Linked DNA regions of Zea mays: region 1 is linked to region 2. Evidence: chromatin contacts called from public Hi-C data. All regions are on one chromosome and are shown on one strand. The core of a region is the stretch at or near the end of the contact, and the rest is flanking DNA. Distances in the headings are between cores, read along the strand shown. Region 1 holds the start of LOC100274676. Region 2 holds the start of LOC100281336.

The links. A called contact is a pair of places that touch in the nucleus more often than the background predicts.
Region 1: a contact with region 2 is called in a Hi-C map of leaf mesophyll, with 2.8 times the contacts expected there. The contact joins the promoter of LOC100274676 here to the promoter of LOC100281336 in region 2. A contact is called at or near these places in 5 of 25 Hi-C or Micro-C datasets (bundle sheath, ear, leaf and 2 more).

The regions. Positions count from the first base shown.
Region 1 is chr10:66,024,988-66,029,768 of Zm-B73-REFERENCE-NAM-5.0, reverse strand. It overlaps LOC100274676, which reads right to left and starts at 2,793. Exons shown (of 5, transcript NM_001148996.2): 1 at 2,605-2,793; 2 at 2,186-2,251.
Region 2 is chr10:65,553,763-65,558,431 of Zm-B73-REFERENCE-NAM-5.0, reverse strand. It overlaps LOC100281336, which reads left to right and starts at 3,318. Exons shown (of 4, transcript NM_001353052.1): 1 at 3,318-3,572; 2 at 4,480-4,593. The coding sequence starts at 3,481.

The sequences.
Region 1 (4,781 bases), core at 1,544-4,043, 470 kb before region 2:
CGACCGTTCTGGGCAGAGGTGTAGGGGCACGAGAGACGCAACTGGACGCCATGAGTGAAAAAGAAAGAACGGGAGACGTGGTTGTCGAACTCGCGGCCATTGTCACACTGTAGGGCACGGACCGAGCGACAAAACTGGGTGGATACCACACAAATGACATGTTGCCTAGACGCTGTTTTAAAACTGAAGCTAGATTCTCTTCAAATCTTCAATGATACATCACTTTATGAGGTACATCTATCTCGTTTCTAGTTTCTACAAATTTGAAACTTATGAGGCACATCTACAATGTTTATATAAATTCACCCAACAGCTCTGCTGTTATAGAATCATTGCCTTGAAAGGAATTTCATAAAGTAATATTTAATTTCACTGACATAACTACATATGCATAGACTAGGACTTCCTATTTATACAACATCACACATTACCCTAAACATGATAGGATCACCAAAACTAGGCATGGGTGAATTCTCACTAGCTCATACCTCAATTCAGTAATCACATTGTTGGATATTTTCCATAACAATCGATAATTGCTATTTAAAAATTAATTCCAAGATTTTGCAACATAAAGCATTACCAAGTTTCAAGAGATCCTAAAAGCTAAGCAACTAACAGCTCAACAGATTACAATTTCAAACGCTGGCCTCAAAACTGTCGCCTACACGGCCGTTTAGCCCATTTACACACCTCTACACAATGGCTTGTTGATCCTGTTTAGTCCGTTTAAATGGACTTTTAGCTTGAATAAATTGATAGACGCTAGGTGATTGTTTAGTCCATTTGAACATTTACGATAACATGGCTCAAATGAAAGTAGCACAGATTAAAAAAGAATGAAGAGTGGAAAATGAACTGAGGGATTAGGTGCTGCAAAAAAATAGCACATCACAGGTTGGAAAGAATGAAGAGTGGAAAAAATATGAGGGATTATGGATCCCTCATATTTTTTCCACTCTTGCACTGCCTTTAGGGTTTAGATATTCTCATCACCTTGGCAGCCTTTCAGGGATTATGGATCCTCAACACCACAACTGCCAATCTTGGGAGACTTTCGCACAACATGCAAACAATGGAGACAAGCTTTTGAGAGTTCGTTCGGGAAAGGAACTCTTATTGCTTCAGCGATGGAAAGACTTAATCGATCGACCAGTGTTCTATTAGGCAGGAAAGGTGTCCTAGGCGGCAGCGTTTTGGCACCTAGCACCTAGAGTGACAACAGAGTACCCAGGTGTCCAACTAGCTTGTGTGGGCAGCAGCCATAGCCCATAGATGGCATATTTGTATGCAATTACAACCAGCCTTGAGTTACTCACTTCACAATGCTCATATAATCACCAAGCAACAAGTGAGTAGCTACATAGCTAATATAGACTCTAGTTGGGCCCTAGGTTGCGTAACTTTTATTTTCAAGGCATATTTTAAGTTACCAGAAATGCCAGATTTTGCAAATATAATTTCCAAAACTTCCAAGTCAACCCAAATCATAGTTTTTTGTTATTACACAGGTTTGTGATCTCAAGTTCTAAATATTTATGTTTAGATGTAAAAAAAGTTTGGTTTTAATTGCATCAACATGTTCCTATGAGGATCTGACCTACCATATTGCTTAAGTGTGTTTGGTTGCAATGACAGGACGGGACGGGATGAGACGATCTTTCAAATAAGGTTGTTTGGTTCAGAGTCAAGGGTTGAGACAGAACTATCTCAATGTTGTCCCCAGTTATTCCTGAAAATTGGAGGGATGAGAGAGGACGTCAAGGAACGTCTCTGTCCTGACTGTCCGGCAACCAAACGCACCCTAACATCGCAACAAGGGAATCAAGAGGACTGAAAAAGATTGGGCAGACTCAGGGAAAGGCATCGTGTACTGTACTCACTCAAATATGGAAGCACCACAGGAACATATGGGTTGCCTTATGAAGGCTTCATAACTGAACTTGTCAAGAAGATCACATGGTATGGACACGCATTAGGCCGTGTTCGGTTGCGTCTGGATCGAAGTGGATTGAGGGGGATTAAATCCCTCACTAATCGAAATTGAATAGAATCCTCTCTAATCCACTTTAATCCAGACGCAACCAAACAAGCTAAATAACAGTTTTATCAATAGGCGCTAGAAGAATACAGGCAGGTGAAACGCTATACAGGAACAATTTATAATCGAACGGCATTCACCTACCAGCCAAGCAGAAGCCGCACGGTTGAACAATGCTGCCACTCGTCACTTCAGCTAGAGTTGGTTTACCTGCACAACATACCAAAAAGTGGGGGAACATCACTTCGGCGTCTCGGGCACAGGTACACGCTCGTGAATGGTGGAAACAACCAGCAAACCAGCAGCATTGTCTAAAAGGAAACCGCTGAGGTCAATGCTGAGGAGAACGAGGCCCCAATCGAGGTACAGGAGGGTCACCGATTAGGTTAGCACCCCCAAAGCGAGCGAGCGCAGGGCACGTGAGTCAACCAATCTATCGGCCACAATCTGTACGGATTGGGGGCTACCGTTCGAGGGAGGGCGATTTTGGGGGGTTCGATTCAAATGCTCCGCCCCAGGAGAAGATGTGGGAGGAGAGAGTTGAAAATCAGGCCGGAGCTTACCGGATCTCCTCCGCGTGACGCCATTCCGGGGGCGCACAATGGCAGTGGGGCGGGCGGGAATTGGAGGCGGCGGTGCAGGTGGGAGAAGGAAGGGCAGGCGGCGGTGATGGTCCCCTCGGGAGTCTGGAGATGGTGCCGTGGCCCGTGGTGGTGGTGCACTGGTGTGCGAGGCTTTTGAGACCGAGACGGGGACGAGGGGACGGGGCACGCCAACGCCACGGGGGAGGGATGCTGGGACTTGGGACTTTTGGAGTCTGGTAGAGCCGTAGAGGAGAGGTCAGAGCTGTGGTTGCAGTTGCAGACTAGCAGACGCAGAGGCAGGCAGCAGCAGCCCGTGGTGGGCCGGAGAGGAAGCGTGGACCAAGGATGGTGGAGGCCCACTGCGCAGTAGAAAAGATAGCCCAGGCTGCACAGCGCATCTCGAGGATCAACCGTACAAGTACAACTGTACTACGTCCAGCCACACCCACATGTCAGCTCAAGGGTTATTTTCCGTTTTCTACGCTTCTTAATTTCCCCCCTATTTTCTGTGCTTCTGCTCTTTTTTTCGCCAAAACAAGGAAGCACTTGGAGGTGGAGGTGGAACTGTCCTGCCATAGATAAAGAAAAGAACGAGTGAAAAAGCCTGTTCGCTTTACTCCTATTCTCCTACTGTAGTAAAGTAGGACTACTGCAGTGCTGTTACAGCAGTTGTACACCTGCTACGTGTACACATCAATAGGCTATAGCCATAGTTTGATTGACCGGGCGGGATAACCCTCGCGTTTTTTATATAATATTTCAACAGTATATATATTAGTAAAATGTATGTACGTTGGTACGATTTTCATTTAATTTTTTAATATAAAAAATAAAACACAAAGACACATGTGTTTTGTTGGCTATGTGGGTCTGAACATAGGTTTGGAACTAATAACTACTAATAACTATTTGCCAGGGACGGTGGAAACAGTGTTAGTATGTTGCGACCACGCACAATTAAAATAGTTGAAAATAAAAGAATTTTCATGTGCAACTCTCTAACCCACATGGTAAAAAAATCCGCTTGAAGAACTCTCGTCTATATCTATACCACTATATAATCGCTTCGGATTAAAGCCTACTGTTTAAACTGTTGCAGCTGTAATTCATAGAGACAGCAAATCTCTACTGTTATAAAGCATCAGTTTCCATAATCGTTAAGTGTAGTGTAGGCATGTTATTCTCCCTTGTACAGGGACATGTAGCGGTGGGGTGAGCGGGGCTCGAGCCCCTGCCCCCTACCGTTGTTGAGTGCATAGAGCCCCATTGAAGACCCATTGGAGCGAAGGGGGCCGAACAGGCCTTCGTATGGACGGTGTCCGCGATCTGTCCGGCGGGGCCTGCAGGAGCGGCCTTCGTCTGTGCGGTTGCGAGGTAGGTGTCGTCGAGCGAAGGGTGGCGTGTTCGCCTTCGCCCCAACATTTGCCCTCCGAGGGGCCAGTTCGACCAAGTCAGCTGGTGTCGAAGACTACCGTGAGATGGTGAAAACGCTGCCCTCACTCGAAGTGGTCCCGTGGGGGTTTTTGAAATGTGACCGTTGATGGACGTGTTACTGTTGGACTGCGGGTTTTTCGAGGCGTCGCTCCGCGCCTATAAAAACCCGACCTCGACCGAGACCGCTACCTGCTTGAGTTTGCGTTGCAGAAACCCTAGCTTTTACAGTTGCTCGCTTGCCCTCCTTGCTCATTCTGCGCCGGAGATCTAGCCCGTATCAAGCAAACTGTGTGCCGTCGTTAACGGTACGTTGCAATGTCTTCTTCCTCGTCTGCTGCGAGTGCGTCGCCGGCCACGCCGTTGTCCGAGGAGACCTTGAGCGACTTGGCAGTGGTTGAGTTGCAGCCCGGCCACACCGTGGAGTTTGGCACCTCAAGGATTTTCTCGGCCCGCGTGCTGGAGATGCAGCGGCTGGGTTACTTTGGTAACGGTGTCGGGTGGGCCCCAGGTGCGAAAGAGGTCCCCGAGCCGGAGGGCGAGTTGATAGTTTTTAGGCCTTTTTCACTGTCGGTCTTTGCCTCACGATGCATCGGTTCGTAGTGGAGGTGTTGCGAAGGTTTGAGGTGCAAGTCCACTAGTTGACGCCGAACGCAGTGGTGGCGCTTGCGAAGTATGTTTGGGCAGTCTCCTCCTACAGCGGACAGTCATCTGTGGAGGTTTTT
Region 2 (4,669 bases), core at 2,069-4,568:
AACATAAATAGAATAACAAAATAATTGGAACATAGATATGATAAATAATTATCCCAAATCCATGTAAAGCAATAGCAAACTACCCAAGTGATTCAGGGGTAAACAAGGTAATGAGATAAACAATCTAGGGTAACCTATTGGGTCCCATCAAAATTAACCTATGCAGATCATTATGATTAATTAGAACATGAGTAGGTAAAAAGAAGTGATCAAGGGCACAACTTGCCTGGGACTTGAGAATCCAGGTACCACTTGCTCTTCGGATGACGCGTAACCTCGCGCTAATCGTAGCAATACAAACAAACATGGTATGGGCAAAATTAACATCACACCAAACATATGAACAAAACTGAATGATAGTAATATACGCGTCGCTTACGAGATCGTGGGTTCGAGAATCACTAAAATCGGAGCTACAGTTATAAAGTTAGGGTTCTTCCCGAAGATCCACGTGGTTAACTATTAAACTATATTAAAAATTAGTTAATATACATCATATGAGAAAATATACTCTAAATAATTAATTTATCTTTAATATAGCTTATAACTTTATTTTGGAAATCACATCATAATAAAATCATAGTTATAGATATATCAACCTTGGTTAGTAAAATAATTCTGCTGCTCAAAAGGGTAAACAAAATTCTAATTATAAAAGTGTGTGATATGACTCAATGAATGCTACTACTGCGTAGATAATTTTATCACAAAACTATAGCAACTTGAACGGGTCAAATCAGAGTTAAAACGAATTAAATATGAATTAAACAAGTTTTAGATTTATTTGGATACTAAAAACCAATTTTCTTTATTAACTTTACCTATTTTATTAATTCTTGGGCTGCGGCTACTAATTACTGAAAGATCGGGGTGCGCTCTGTAAATGCCAGGACTGATCTGAATGGGTTTTTGAACTTGTATGGACCGCGGGTTGAATCGGGAAAAAGACAGGGTCTCTTTGGTAAAACACAGGGGCTGAAGGGGGTATCGAGGAATCCCATCTACCCGATCATCAATCTATGGCCCCGATTAGATCTACTCCTTTGGGTGAACCGGTACGCGTTTACGGCCACAGGATCCAGATCCCACGGCGCACGATTAATGAGACGTGTGATACACGCATATCGTCCGATGGGATATCAACGCCCCGAAACGCGCCCGGCCGAAGCGGTACCTGACTCACAGATCTAGCCGTCCACAAACAGATCGATGGTGGCAGCACCATCTTCTTTCCCTGGCTGTCAACACGGCGGCGCACAGCGCCAGTGCGGCGGCGCCATGACCTACAATGTCAATCCCGAGCATAAAGTCTCCAAACTCGAAACCGATTAGGGAAATAGGGAGCGGGCAACCTTGTGAACTAGCGGTTGGGTGGCAGACTATGAATCATCCAGTCATAAGCCTTGGCCGCGGCGAAGTGTGGATTTTGGGGCGGTGTGGTACACCGACGAGAAATTGCGACTTACCCCCAGCACCATATGCTTGAAGGGTGCCCACAACATCTTCCATGCGCACCGCGCTCCACCCTGGTCGAGTTCCCGAGGCCGAACCGGCGGTGGAGACTAGATCCAAGCGCGGCGACACTCCGTCCTCTCTCTATTCCGTTCCTGATGGTGGGGAAAACAGGGTTCACGGCATGGTTTTATAGCCAGGGATGGTACGCCAATGGTCGGCCCGACTCCGAGATCAGCGCGGGATTGGAGGTGGTCTGTTGCGGACTTGCGATGAACTCGGTGGAGGACAGCTCCGGGCGAAGTTTTCGCCATACTGTTTGAAGCCAGCGCCGTGGATAATGCAAGGACCAGGTGGAAGACCTCCCTGACCGCGGGCCCCATGCGGCAGCGACAGCGGACACGATGCGGTCTCAGCTGGTACACAGAGTCAACCGACTGACATGCTGGGTCCACGCGTCACAGACCCAAAGAGAAGCGGCCAGGCTATTGGGCCGGTGCGGGATGTGGAGAACGTGGGCGCGAGAGGGAGAAGCCGTGTTGGGCCGAGGCAGGGACTTTGGCTATCGCGGAGCAGAGGTGGCCCAAGAGCGGGTGTCTCCTTTTTTTTCTATTTCTCATTTCACATCAAGTTTTGTGCTTAAAATTCAAATTAAATTCAAGCTTCCTATTTGAAGTTTCAAAAATCCAATTCAAATTCAAAACCCTGTTTGAATTTTATGATTTCAGCTTTCAAATATAATTCTAATGTAAGAGTAAATCCTTTTTTCATTTTCAAGCTGGTTTCACGAACTTGGATACAAATGCAATAATACAAGAATGAGATGAATATTTCTGTATTTATTTATTTGTTGTTTGACCCTTATAATTCCTATTAATTGATTATGCACAAAGAAAGAGAACCTAATAAATCTCCAAAGGCTCCACAATTCCAAACACTTTTATATCAATATATGCATTTATTTATTTTTATATTTTTTTTATTACACTAATTTTTTTAGGGCTTTACAATAATGCATATATATCATTGACTTTTTGCCTCATGCTCGATAATAATCTTGCAACAGTTGCGCCTTGCTTCCTTCACAACACTAGAATTTTCTTTTTCTTCGCCTCTTTCTCTTCAGTTGCTTCTGCAATCTCTTTTTCAGGCTCTTCACAGGCTCTTCAGTTAGGTTCTCTGGCATCGGAACATTCTCAATTAATTCTAGTTGAGGCATTCTCTCTTCTGGTTGTGCCATCTGCAAATGAGAAGTCCTTAAGCAACATTGGAACAACATTCATATTTGGAACAACATTCATATATACATCAATGCTCTAAGCAACATTTGCGAGTTTGCAAGGACATATTCATATTTGCATGCAAATTGGAACAGCAAGCTGGCAGCAGCATTTGTATTTGCATGCAAATGAGAAGTCCGGATTACATTACATTGGAGGATTCTTTGCTGGTTGTCGTCGTGCCTTCGGTGGGCGTACCTTGCGTGGTGCCTAGAGCTACAGCTGGTCGCAGGGAGCGGCACGCTGGAGCCCGAACTGGAGCGAGATGCCGGCGCTGGAGCAGACGAATCACATCGCAGTGTACCCGCGCTACGACTACGAGTAGTCACGCGCGCATCGCATCACAGGCACTAGAACAGAGCACACGAATTGCAAGCCGCCTTCATTCGCTCGCTGCCTGCGACTATAAAGCGATACGCGATGCGATGCGATACGCGAGCGGGGGATCGAATCGAACGCCAGAAGTACGGAGCCCTGCACTGCACCCCGAGGCCCACACACTGACACGTCCGGCCCCACCTAGCCTCACTGGCTCCCTCTCCCACGCGGCTATAAAGCGCGGTCCGGCCCCTGCCCGAATGTTCCGTGCCTGCCAGAAGTAGAATCATTCGATTCCCCAAAGCGAAATCCGCAGCCTCGCCTCTCTCGCCATTTTCCAGGCGCGCGCTCGGCGCGGCCGCCGCCAGCGATACAGATCCTTGCACGGACACAAGGGCTCCGCGCTCCCACCGGATCGGATCCCGTCCCGATGGCTCCCACTCCCACTCACACGGCGGCGGCGGTGGCGCTCGCCGCGCACGACTCGTCCGGCCACCTCGCGCCGCTCACCATCACCCGCAGGTGCGTGCCCCGCCTTGTTTGTTCGGCATCTGTGGCATATTTATATATATAGGGAACGTCCATCGTACGCGCGATGATGCCCTTCTAGAACGTTCTAGATCCCATGCATGCATGCGCCGTGCCGGTCGAGAGGCATCCGAAATGTCCAGCGCGCGGACGCCCCGGCCTGGGTCTCGCCAGTCGCCACCGTCCTCGCCGATCGACCTGCCGACCGGACTGCGAGCCGCTCGGCTTGATCTGATTGGCGCAGGCCAACGTATACGGCATGCATGCCTCTCCCGGCCGGCATGCCCTTACCGCCGGGGACAAAGCCAGAATTTTTTTTAAGAAGAGCTGAACTAAACAACTGTAATATAAAAGTCATTTCTATATTATATATGTACGCTAAAAATTTTAAAAGAGGCTCTAGTGCGGCTGACTCAGCAGCGTTAGGAGGGGTTGGAGGCCCGCTCGCCCCACCGCTGACTTCGTCCCTTCTTACCTTGCCTTCTGAATCATACAATACTCACTCCCTACTTTTTTTATTGGTTATATTTTAGTTTAAAAATAAACTATTGAACTATATGTATTCGAAAACAGATGTGTTTTCATGCGCCAACTGTTACAAGGGGCCGCCGTTGGATGAAATTGATCTCATGTTTGGAAGTCCACCCGCTTGTTACTTACTCCCTTCGTTCTAAATTAAAATTCGTTTTATCCTTTTACTAAATTTATATAATATTTAATGTATGGTGGCTTTCCGGTGCCTACAGTCTTTTCAGAATAATTTAGTTTTTTCTAGTTAATTCATCGGCCGATAACATGACAATTGACAAGATGATGTAGATCGTCTTTTGTTTGAATTGAATATAGACCATTCCGTGACTATATATTATGAGCATGTGTCACTTCTGTCACACACATGCAGGAGCACCGGGGACGACGATGTAGCGATAAAGATCCTGTACTGTGGGATGTGTCACTCTGACCTTCACAGCATCAAGAACGAGTGGCACAACGCCACGTACCCCATGGTCCCTGGGTGCGTCGTCACTAATAATTCCATGCATATATGCCTATATATCTGTACCTCGATCTCGTATTATTGTCATTCTGAA